Linked DNA regions of Danio rerio: region 2 is linked to region 1. A link is a contact called in public HiChIP or PLAC-seq data. All regions are on one chromosome and are shown on one strand. The core of a region is the stretch at or near the end of the contact, and the rest is flanking DNA. Distances in the headings are between cores, read along the strand shown. Region 1 holds the start of LOC141375180. Region 2 holds the start of mmp15b (matrix metallopeptidase 15b).

Evidence for each region. HiChIP or PLAC-seq counts read pairs in DNA pulled down with a chosen protein or histone mark.
Region 2: an H3K4me3 HiChIP or PLAC-seq map of pancreas shows a contact between it and region 1, with 9 times the contacts expected there. The contact joins the promoter of mmp15b here to the promoter of LOC141375180 in region 1. A contact is called at or near these places in 4 of 18 Hi-C or Micro-C datasets (caudal fin, embryo and an unstated tissue) and 4 of 4 datasets of contacts at active chromatin or transcription factors (caudal fin, embryo, gastrula embryo and 1 more).

Annotation. Positions count from the first base shown.
Region 1 is chr7:70,099,457-70,104,669 of GRCz12tu, reverse strand. LOC141375180 reads right to left here and starts at 2,740. Exons shown (of 2, transcript XM_073907457.1): 1 at 2,600-2,740; 2 at 1-2,423. The coding sequence starts at 2,360.
Region 2 is chr7:70,279,447-70,284,439 of GRCz12tu, reverse strand. It overlaps mmp15b (matrix metallopeptidase 15b), which reads left to right and starts at 2,037. Exons shown (of 10, transcript XM_021467433.2): 1 at 2,037-2,793. The coding sequence starts at 2,674. The region is part of intron 1 of LOC101882566 (adhesion G-protein coupled receptor G2); the gene reads right to left.

The sequences.
Region 1 (5,213 bases), core at 1,491-3,990:
ATCACCTTGTCCCCTGGGTGGAACTCTCTGGGTTGGGCGGGCCGGTTATACAATCTCTGCTGGGCGCGCTGGGCTTCGGTCAGGTGTTGTTTGACGATGGGCATGATTTTGTCGATGCGTTCTCTCATGTCCCGTACGTGTTCAATCACCGACCGCTGGGGGGCTGGTTCCTGTTCCCAGGCTTGACGAGCCACATCCAATAGGCCTCGGGGTTGGCGGCCAAACAGCAGTTCGAAGGGGGTAAATCCTGTGGAGGCCTGGGGGACTTCCCTGATACCAAATAACACGTACGGGATCATGAGGTCCCAGTCGCGCCCGTCCTCTGCCACCACCCGTCGGAGCATCTGTTTCAGAGTTTTGTTGAATCGCTCGACAAGGCCGTCAGTCTGTGGATGGTACACTGAGGTTTTTAGTTGTTTTACCTTGAGGAGGTGACAGAGGTCTGCCATCAACCGGGACATGAAGGGGGTGCCCTGGTCGGTCAGTATCTCTGTTGGGATTCCCACTCGACTGCATAGCAGAAACAGCTCCTTCGCGATGGCCGATGACGTGGCTTTCCTCAAGGGAATCGCTTCAGGGTATCTGGTGGCATAATCGAGGATAACAAGGATGTGCTCATGTCCCCGGGCCGACTTCGGCAAAGGCCCTACCAAGTCCATACCAATTCGGGTGAAGGGCACGTCGATGATCGGTAGTGGTATTAGAGGGCTGGGGGGTGGTCGTTGGGGAGACGTTCTCTGGCAGATGTCACATGCCTGGCAATACCTTTTTACTTCCCCGTCTAGCCCCGGCCAATGGAAACGATCGCGGATCCTTTTCACCGTGTTGGCCGCTCCCAGATGTCCAGCCATCGGGTGGGTATGTGCCAGTTCCAAGACCGTCTCCCTCTTGGTCCTCGGAACGACCAGTAGTGTCTTCTTTTCCCCCCGCCTCTCTGCGACACAGTACAGCAGACCATTTTCCACAATGAAATGTGGGAGGGGGTGAGGGCTGGGAAGTCGCTCATTTCCGTCGATGATCCGTACTTGTGGCCAACAGTGTTTGAGCGTTTCATCTTCCCTCTGTGCTCTGCCAAAGTCACCTCCTGCGGTTATCTGTTGAAACAGATCAAAGTATAGATTAGCAGATATAGATGACTCACCCCCTCTGTCGCTCTCGGTGGTCATCAGCGCTGGTTTGCGGTCCCGATGAGCCCGTGGCTTGTTCTTCTTCTTTGAACGAGCCGATGGAGCGTGGTGGTGAGTTAGGAGTTCGTCGAACCCCGGCCAGTCTCTGCCCAGTAGGAGGGACACAGGAAGATCTGGAACAACCCCGACTTCGATTCGCCAGCTGCCTGGTTTCGCCGCGATGGTCACTCTTCGGGCGGGTACGTGGCGGGTATCACCATGCACACACGTGATCGGAATTCGCCCTTTGCTTTCATGATGGTATTTTAAAGTTTTTGGGTGAACCAGGGTGATGGCGCTTCCTGTGTCTAAAGTGGCCGTTTGTGTTTTCCCTTCTAGCTGGACTTTATGGGTGGGAGCTTCGGGAGGGATATTGCGGTGTACCGAGCACCCTGCTGTCCAGGCCGGGGTCGAGTGCGTCATCGGCTCGGTAGGCATCGGCTCGTCCATCGGGCTGGGGACCGCTGGTCTGCCGCCTGGTCGCGCTGTGCCCTCCACCGGTCGCCAAGGTGCACTTACCCTCCGGGGTGGCAGAGCCGCTCTCTCCCCATTATCTCTGGCGATGTGAGCTTCAGCCAGCTCGATCGCCTCCACCAGGGTGGCCAGTGACTCAGGATTTCGCATGCTGGTGAGTGTTCGCAAACGTCGGGGTAATGCACGCATCATCTTCTCGATGATCACCTTCTCAGCGACCTGGACCGCCGAGGGATCTCCTCCCAATAACCATAGCCTCCCCAGGCGAGAAAGTTGAGCTGCTTGAGTTCTCACTGGTTGTTTCTCGTCATAAGACCATTGGGAAAACTGTTGGGCTGCGCTGATTGTGGATAGCCCCATTCTGGCTAATATCTCCTTTTTTAACGCTTTGTAATCTTCATTTTTAGGTGTCTCTAGTGAAAAATATGCTCGTTGCGCTTCTCCTGTGAGAAACGGAGCCAACATTCTCGCCCAGTTTTCTTTTGGCCAGCCTTCTCTCTCGGCAATAACTTCAAATGTATGTAAATATGCATCAATATCATCCAGGTCGCTGAGTTTAGTGAGATGATGATGCGCACTCACTTCGGGAGTCGAATGGTGTCTGGCCACCTGGCGGAGCTGCTGTTCCAGTCGATCCTGTCTGGCTGTAAGTTGCTCAGAGATGGAATTCTGTTTGCTGGAGATCTCCGCTAGGTGGAGCAGTACCTCTTCCACAGACATGGCGACGGGATGTTGACAGCCGAGTAAGAGGAAGCGTGGGAGAGAGAGAGAGCGGATGCCTGTCTGTAACAAACACAGAGAAAAATTCACCGGTTATTTTCTACTTAATGGTGAGTGTTTCTTCTGAATTTTTCCCTCTGCAATGCCCGCATTCTCCACCAGTTGTAACGAGGCAGAGGGAAAACACAAACACCGTAGATGAAGTTACAAACAATGCCCCGGAGGGTGCTTTTATTTACAAGTGATAAAGGGGTGAATGAGTGCTCTTCTTAGAGGTGCGTGCTCAGGTGCTCCGGGGAGAAGGTGAAGACTGGTGAGAGGGATGGTGTTGGATCGGTCACGAGCTGGATTCGGCTGTGGGAGAGACAGAGAGAGACAAGCGTTAGCGCAGGGAGTCATCTGAAATGAAGCTCAACTCTTCCTGTGTGGGGCTGGCTTATATCTCTCCCTGGCTGATGAGGTCCAGCTGTGAGCGATCCGTGGTTGATGAATGATCCAGCTGGTGTGGATTTGTGCCCAGGGCGACGTGGTATTACTTGACTCGCTACAATATATATATATATATATATATATATATATATATATATATATATATATGTATATATATATATATATATATATATATATTAGGGATGTAACGGTATCAGAATTTCACGGTTCGGTAATACCTCGGTATGAATGTCACGGTACGGTATTTATTGAATCATTTACAGGAAAAAACAAAACTTATGAAAATACTCCAAAAAAGTGCCAAAAGTGTCAATGACATACAAATTAGCCATCTATCTGTAAGCTTTGAAACAGGAACTTCAATTTTAATAACAAAAAAATATTAAACCATGTAAAAAAAAATAAAGTTTCAATTTAGTATTGTCGAAAACTCATCACATTCAACATTTAATCACTCACTCACTTAGATAGAGATGGGTTTAAAGGAAAATTATCATATAAATATAATCTGGTAAAAGCTGGTATCTCTTGGCATTTACAATGTCCCCTGCAACAGAAAAAAAAAACCTTTCCTTTGGGACTGAGGTTTCTGGGACAAGAGAGATATGACTTGGTTGACAGCAGTGGGTAACGTTGTGCATTGTCTTTCCCCCACTTGAGAGGACAAACCATGAGTAAGATAGAGGTCTCATGTCTGCATCAATCTGAACGTTGTGCTGACAACTCCGCTATTCAGTACGCGCGCGACAACACAGCTGATAAGAACTCGCGCGACAACACAGCTGATAAGAACTCGCGCGACAACACAGCTATTCAGTACGCGCGCGACAACACAGCTGATAAGAACTCGCGCGACAACACAGCTATTCAGTACGACAACACCCGCTTTAGAGTTTTCCAGCTCTTTTTCATCCCCGCTTCTAGCAGCACACTCCATTTCCACATTACTGGATCTGTAGGGACAACAGACCGCAAGGGATGATGGTCAAGCATGGGCTGATGCGAATTGTAGTTTTCGCTACCTCCCGTTCGCTTCATTCGCCTGAGCAAATTTTCTCTGAAGACCTATAGTTTTACCGACTCATGCGACTTCGGTAATATCGGAAAAAATTAATATTGCGGTATGACGGTATTTACAATGTGTGTGTGTGTGTGTGTGTGTGTGTGTGTGTGTGTGTGTGTGTGTATGTATGTATGTATGTATGTATGTATGTATGTATATATATATGTGTGTGTGTGTGTGTGTGTGTGTGTGTGTGTGTGTGTGTATGTATGTATGTATGTATGTATGTATGTATATATATATATGTCAATATCATATGTCAATATGTCAATATCATAAGTGGACAGAGCACAGATTAACATCCTATAATGCAGTAAATAACCAATCTCAAAATACGTAAATGGTTAATTAACAAATGTTTTTTACTGTGTGGATTTGCACTAAAATTCTGCAGGGCATCTTGTCAGGTTATAAAGTGGCAACTTGATACCAGAGCTCCCATGTGGCACAGTGTTGACATTTCCAGTGTTTATATCTTTATACATTCTTCACCTTAAAATAGATGATGGATGAGCGTCTTATCATATATTTCATGACTATTATGGTAGCTCTAGCTATCATCCTGTAGAAATGTCAAAAGTTAATCGCCACAAACTCATCCCGTGTGTGTTTAATGCTATTGAATCTTGAAGCCATTAAATTAAAAAGAAATCTTGTGCTAGAAGCAGTACTGTTTCAAGGTGAATTAGGTGGTTGCTTAGGGTGATTTATAAGCACTTATATTAGAGAGGAACAGTAATATGTCCTTACTAGTTTTCGTTTTGATATTTCAATATGGCTTAATGGTTTTTGTTGCCTTACACCAAGAAGGTCGCTGGTTTGAGTCCCGGCTGGATCAGTTGGCATTTCTCTTTGCACGTTCTTCCCATGTTCACATGAATTTACTCTATAAGACATGTGCCATAGGTGAATTGGGTAAGCTAAATTGGTTGTAGTGTATGAGTGTGTGTGTATGGGTGTTTCCCAGTGCTGGGTTGCGGCTGGGAAGGCATCCGCTGTGTAAAACATATGCTGGAATAGTTGGTGGTTCATTCCGCTGTGGTGACCCCTGATAAATAAGGGACTAAGCCGAAGGAAAATGAATGAGGAGAGTATTGGGCCCACATAAGTATAGCTAAACCAATACACACAAACAAACACACACACACACATTTCAGACTGATAAGAAGTGGGTTAAGTAAACACTGATGGAGAAAGGGAAAGGGAGCCAAAAAAAAAAAAAAATCCTGTAGGAAGTGTGCATACAAAAAAGGCCTCAAAATGGGCACTGAGCTCATAGTTGTGAACCGCCATGGGAACTGAAGAGGAAGCCAGGCCTGTAAAAGCCCTGATGGCGATGA
Region 2 (4,993 bases), core at 788-3,287, 180 kb before region 1:
GAAAAATCAGGTATGAAGTTTAATCAAGAACCTAAACAGAATTTTTTACTAGGATTTTTTCCTTTGAAAGATCTTGCAAATATGTTTGTTTGTTATTGTGCTTCCTTTCCAAGTGAACATATCTATGTTTGTATATCTCATAGGTACATATGCAAATCACTTCTGTATGCTGTTTCACAAGAAATCAGTCACGCCAGCTCTAAAATGGAAAATGTTGTTACAGGTTTATTGCGGTGTTTATATATAATATATATAATATGTATAATATATAGTTAAAATCTAAATTATTATTATTATGATTATTATTAATTAATATTCATATTAATATTATTATTATTAATTATTATTATTAATATGATTTTTTTTCTCTTTTAAATATTTCCCAACTGATGTTTAACTGAGTAAGGAAATTTTCTAGAAATGTAACTAGAATAAAAGCAGTTTTAATTTTTTTAAAAACAGGTCAAATTTATTAGCCCCCTTAAGCTCATTTTTTACATTTAATTTTTTTTCTGTTGTTTACAGAACAAATCATCATTATGCAATAACTTGCCTAATTGCCTGAATATTAGTATCTTGAAAAATATTTAGTAAATATTATTTACTGTCATCATGGCAAATATAAATTAGTTCAGTAATTAGAAATGAGTTATAAAAACAATTATGTTTAGAAATGTGTTGAAAAAAATCTCCTCTCCGTTAAACATAAATTGGGGGAAAAATAAACATATTACATATTACACACACATATATATATATATATATATATATATATATATATATATATATATATATATATATATATATATATATATATATATATATATATATATATATATATATATATATATATATATATTACTTTCAATTTTAAGCTGTAATGTAATCAGTTTTCCATAGCGGTTTTGTGGTTAATATTTCTAGTGTTTCTGCCTGGCAAAAAAACAGTAGTCCGGCAGGAGGCGATCTTTGACATTAGAAGGATAATTGACCAGTTTACAACATCTAGTTCTGAGTGTCATTCAAGAAATAGAGCGGTTTTCTCAGTCACATTATTGGGCTAATTCATTTCACTCAATCTTGTTAAATGTATTACAAAAGTCGAGATATAATAAAAAGAGTTTGTCTGTCTGAGTTTTAGATTTTAGTCTGAATGTCTGGTTGCAGTCTAATTGTCTTCTTTAAACGTAATAGACCTTTTTTTTTAATGAAAATGTGATTCATTTTTCTTTTATCTATTTTGTGTTTGACTTGTTTACCTGTATTTAATAATCTTCATACGTTTATGTATCTGTTGTATAGTATCTATTGTTAAACTTAATTTTTGCTTTAGAAAAATAAAAATTTCACGTCAGTAAAACATAGTAGCCTACTAAATTAATTGACAACTTGTTTTGATGTTATTCGTGTGATTTAGAAGCTACAAAATATGATAGGTTTGTGATAATATTATCAATACTACAAAAATTATATAAAAAAATTAACATGAGTGAAAAAAACTACTATTCTAAACTTATTAATAAACACCATTAAATACTAGCACTTTCAAAGAATAGATCTTAGAACATTTTTTAAAAGCGTTTTGCCCAATTTTGTAATTAGAAAAAAGTGACACTGTTTATCCAGCATTTATTCTTTATTCTGTTTTAAAGAAACAGTATCGATCCACCCTATAAGTCCCAATCTACCCCAACAAAATTCATTCATGTTGTTCTCACACAAATTGAATAAGTTAACTTAACAAATTTAAGTGGATTAAAAGAATTAAGTTGTCCCCAAAACAATTTCAGGAACTGTGTTGTCTCGGCTTATTTTAAATAAGTAGTTTGAACAGGCAGCAAAAATATTAATGAAGTGACAAGATACTGACTACCTTTTTATTATAGCGCTCTAGTGCAATGCATGGATTTATGTGTTTGTGTTCTGGTAACTGTCCAGACTGGAGGTGGCACTGGACACTGTACTGATGTCCGTGTCGCTGTGCTCCTCCTCCAGCGGGACGCGCGCAGGATCCGGCACAAAGTCCGAGTCACTGCACACATGAGCGGCGTCACGAGCCACCAGCGCGCGCGCGGCGGACACCACCTGGAAACCGTCCAAGAAAACTGAGAGAAACGCGGAGTTTATCGAGAAGAAACTATCATATTAAATCTTTACAAGCAGGGCGGTGATCCAAGGCAGGTGTCGCCGTCATCTGCTAACAATTTGGGCGCTCTTGTACGAGCCCGAAGAACCCAAATCTCTCTTGAGTAACTGCTGCAACAGCGCTGTATTCATGCTTCGTTTACAGACTCAAACTACAAGAGGAAATTGCGCCGTAAGTTTGCACAGCGCCTGCTTTGAAGTAGGTTGTAGTTGTAATTCGTTTTATAGGAACCACGTGAGTGGGATGAAACGGGCATTAAGTGGGCGCACCCGCGGGATATGATACCGGACACACTCTCAAACTTCAGCCAGAGCGCCGGACCTCTTTGACGACTTCTGTGGTACGAGTCAAATCTCACCGAATGACTGTTGCACAGAAGAGCCGTGCGCGCGTCTGCAGAAAGGACACGCCATGCCATTGGTTTTAAACTGAGCGCATTGGACTTGTTGGTGCTTTTGGTTATAGTTTGATTGAACTCTCCGCGGTTGGACTTTGAAGAGACTCCAGCATCACTGATCCCGGTGGGAATGATGGCTGTGTTGTGGGATGACCCGTTCACGTTGCTGTGGAGACGGACTCTTGTGTTTTCTCTTCTGCTGCTCTTGATGGGTGCGCGCACCTTTGGGGACGAAACCTTTAGTGGAGAGGTGATTATTTCCAGCTATCAATTACTGCACACTTTTAGGAGACCAACCTGGTTTTAATGTTTAATATTGCTTTTTGGTTTGGTGAATGTGTTTGGTTTAATTTTTTTATGACTTTTAAACAAACAAGTTTATTTAGAAATAATAACATTATACATATAAAGTCAAATATACACATAAACACAGAAATGTTATATTTTCAATTAGGACTACATGTGATGGACATTTGACATGAGTTGTATACAGGTATAATATTTGGTGTGTGTTTCTTATTTATGTATGTTGACAACATAATTTTCAACTAAAAACAAACAACTTTTTGTTTACATTTTGAAAACATAAACTTCTGAAAAATGCTTAAAACAATACCATTATTGTCTTTGTCTATAAAAACTAATAGGGAAATTGGTGACATTGTATGTGCAGGGTGTCCTGATTATGCCAATCAGTTGATGCTCTCTGAAATTTACAAGAGGAGACTGCATGTTTAGTCATTTTCATTCATATCTGTCTGCTTCAATGGCTTTATTATACGGTGGCCGAGAGAGCTTAACGTGATGCAATTACAAAAAAAAAAATGCCAGCAAATCCGTTTGACAGCACACGTGCTCCAAATCCTCACAACGCAAACACATTTTTGAAAAAAACGCTCTGCATTTTTATACAAAGCGAACAAACAATTAAAACAAGCTGCATTTTCTCACAACGCAAATATTTAACGAAAATGCCTGCATTTTCTCACAACACAATGGACATGCTTCAAGAGGACCCTAAAATGTAACGACCTGGCTATTTAGGTTATGGTTATTTAGGCTAATAAATGCTAAAGACACAGGAATTGGGATATTAAAATAAACAAACAAATCTCACCTTTCAAAGATCACCTACAACTTCACTGAGCAATAGTCATGGCACAGCAGCATCTGTCACCTTTTTGCGTCCACTTGAAACATGTGCTTTGTTCTTTTTGTGTTTGGAGAAAATGTTGACTGTTTGGTTTTACAGTTCAAGTATGTGTGTGCATTTAAATATACATACTAAATATACACTACACACATGTATTATGTAAACAAACTTTTCTTTTGTAAGAGATTAGTCATGATTACTCATTAAACAGCACTGATTTTGAGGAACATATTGGCACAATATATATCAGCTTAAATGATTATTGTTCACTGCTGTCTGTCATCCTAAGGCCACCGGGCGGCGGTGAGCCCGGGTGCGAGGTCCCTTTCATCGCTGCTTGCAGCTTTAATTTCATGTTTGAGTTTGTAGTGTTTCTTCACAAAGAGAGATCACCAACTGCTGTCCTGGCTTGAATATTGCAGCATTTTCAGTTGTTTTCTCTAACCCCTGTGAAATGGTTTACTGATGTCTGTACACAAAATGTTTTTTAAAAATGGCAAGGGAAAAACCTTTCTGTTTTTAGTACATTGTTACTATGTAAACATGCACTGATGTTTGCTTGTGCATTTCTTCTGAAGAGCAGTCTTGGGTCTGGTTTTAATGGAACAGCTGATTTAATCTGGATGCTTGTTACCCACTGTATGGATTTCAGAGAGCAGATTAGAAAGCTGACGTTGAGCTTCTATCTTAGCACACCAGCATTCTTTCCTCTTAAGATCCTGCAGACAAACATTGGGCTGACTTTATTTTGAAGTGGTAGGAGGTTCTACAGCTTGTAGTCTGTGTGGTTTGAGGTTAGCTAGTGGTGTGCCACCCCCATGTATGTGTGTGCTGCCGTGGTCTAAACCCTGTCTTTGGTGGTCTGGCACTGTGCAGAGAGACTGGCAGAAGCAAAAGTACTGAACCTCTCTGGATTAATTGTTCTTCTCATTCATACTTATTCACCAATCTGGCAGAGCAGATAATTCAGCTATCTGTCACCATTGAAGACTTCAAGGACAACACATTGACTTAAATACACAGACATGTACAAATAGACATTACCTATACACTATATTACTGCAGGTTATAAGTTTGTTTAATAACTTTAACTGTCAAAAGCTATTAGTTACTAGCTAATTAGGTAAAGTTATTATCAATTGATAAAGTTATGGTTATAACCTTTTCAGAATTTGTTTGTAATACAATAATGTGCTCCTTTTGTGAAGCTCATTTGACACAATTTCCAGTGGTCATTCTGTCATGATTCATCTGGAATCACCAAATAAAAATGAACGTCCTCCTCTGTGTTGAAATA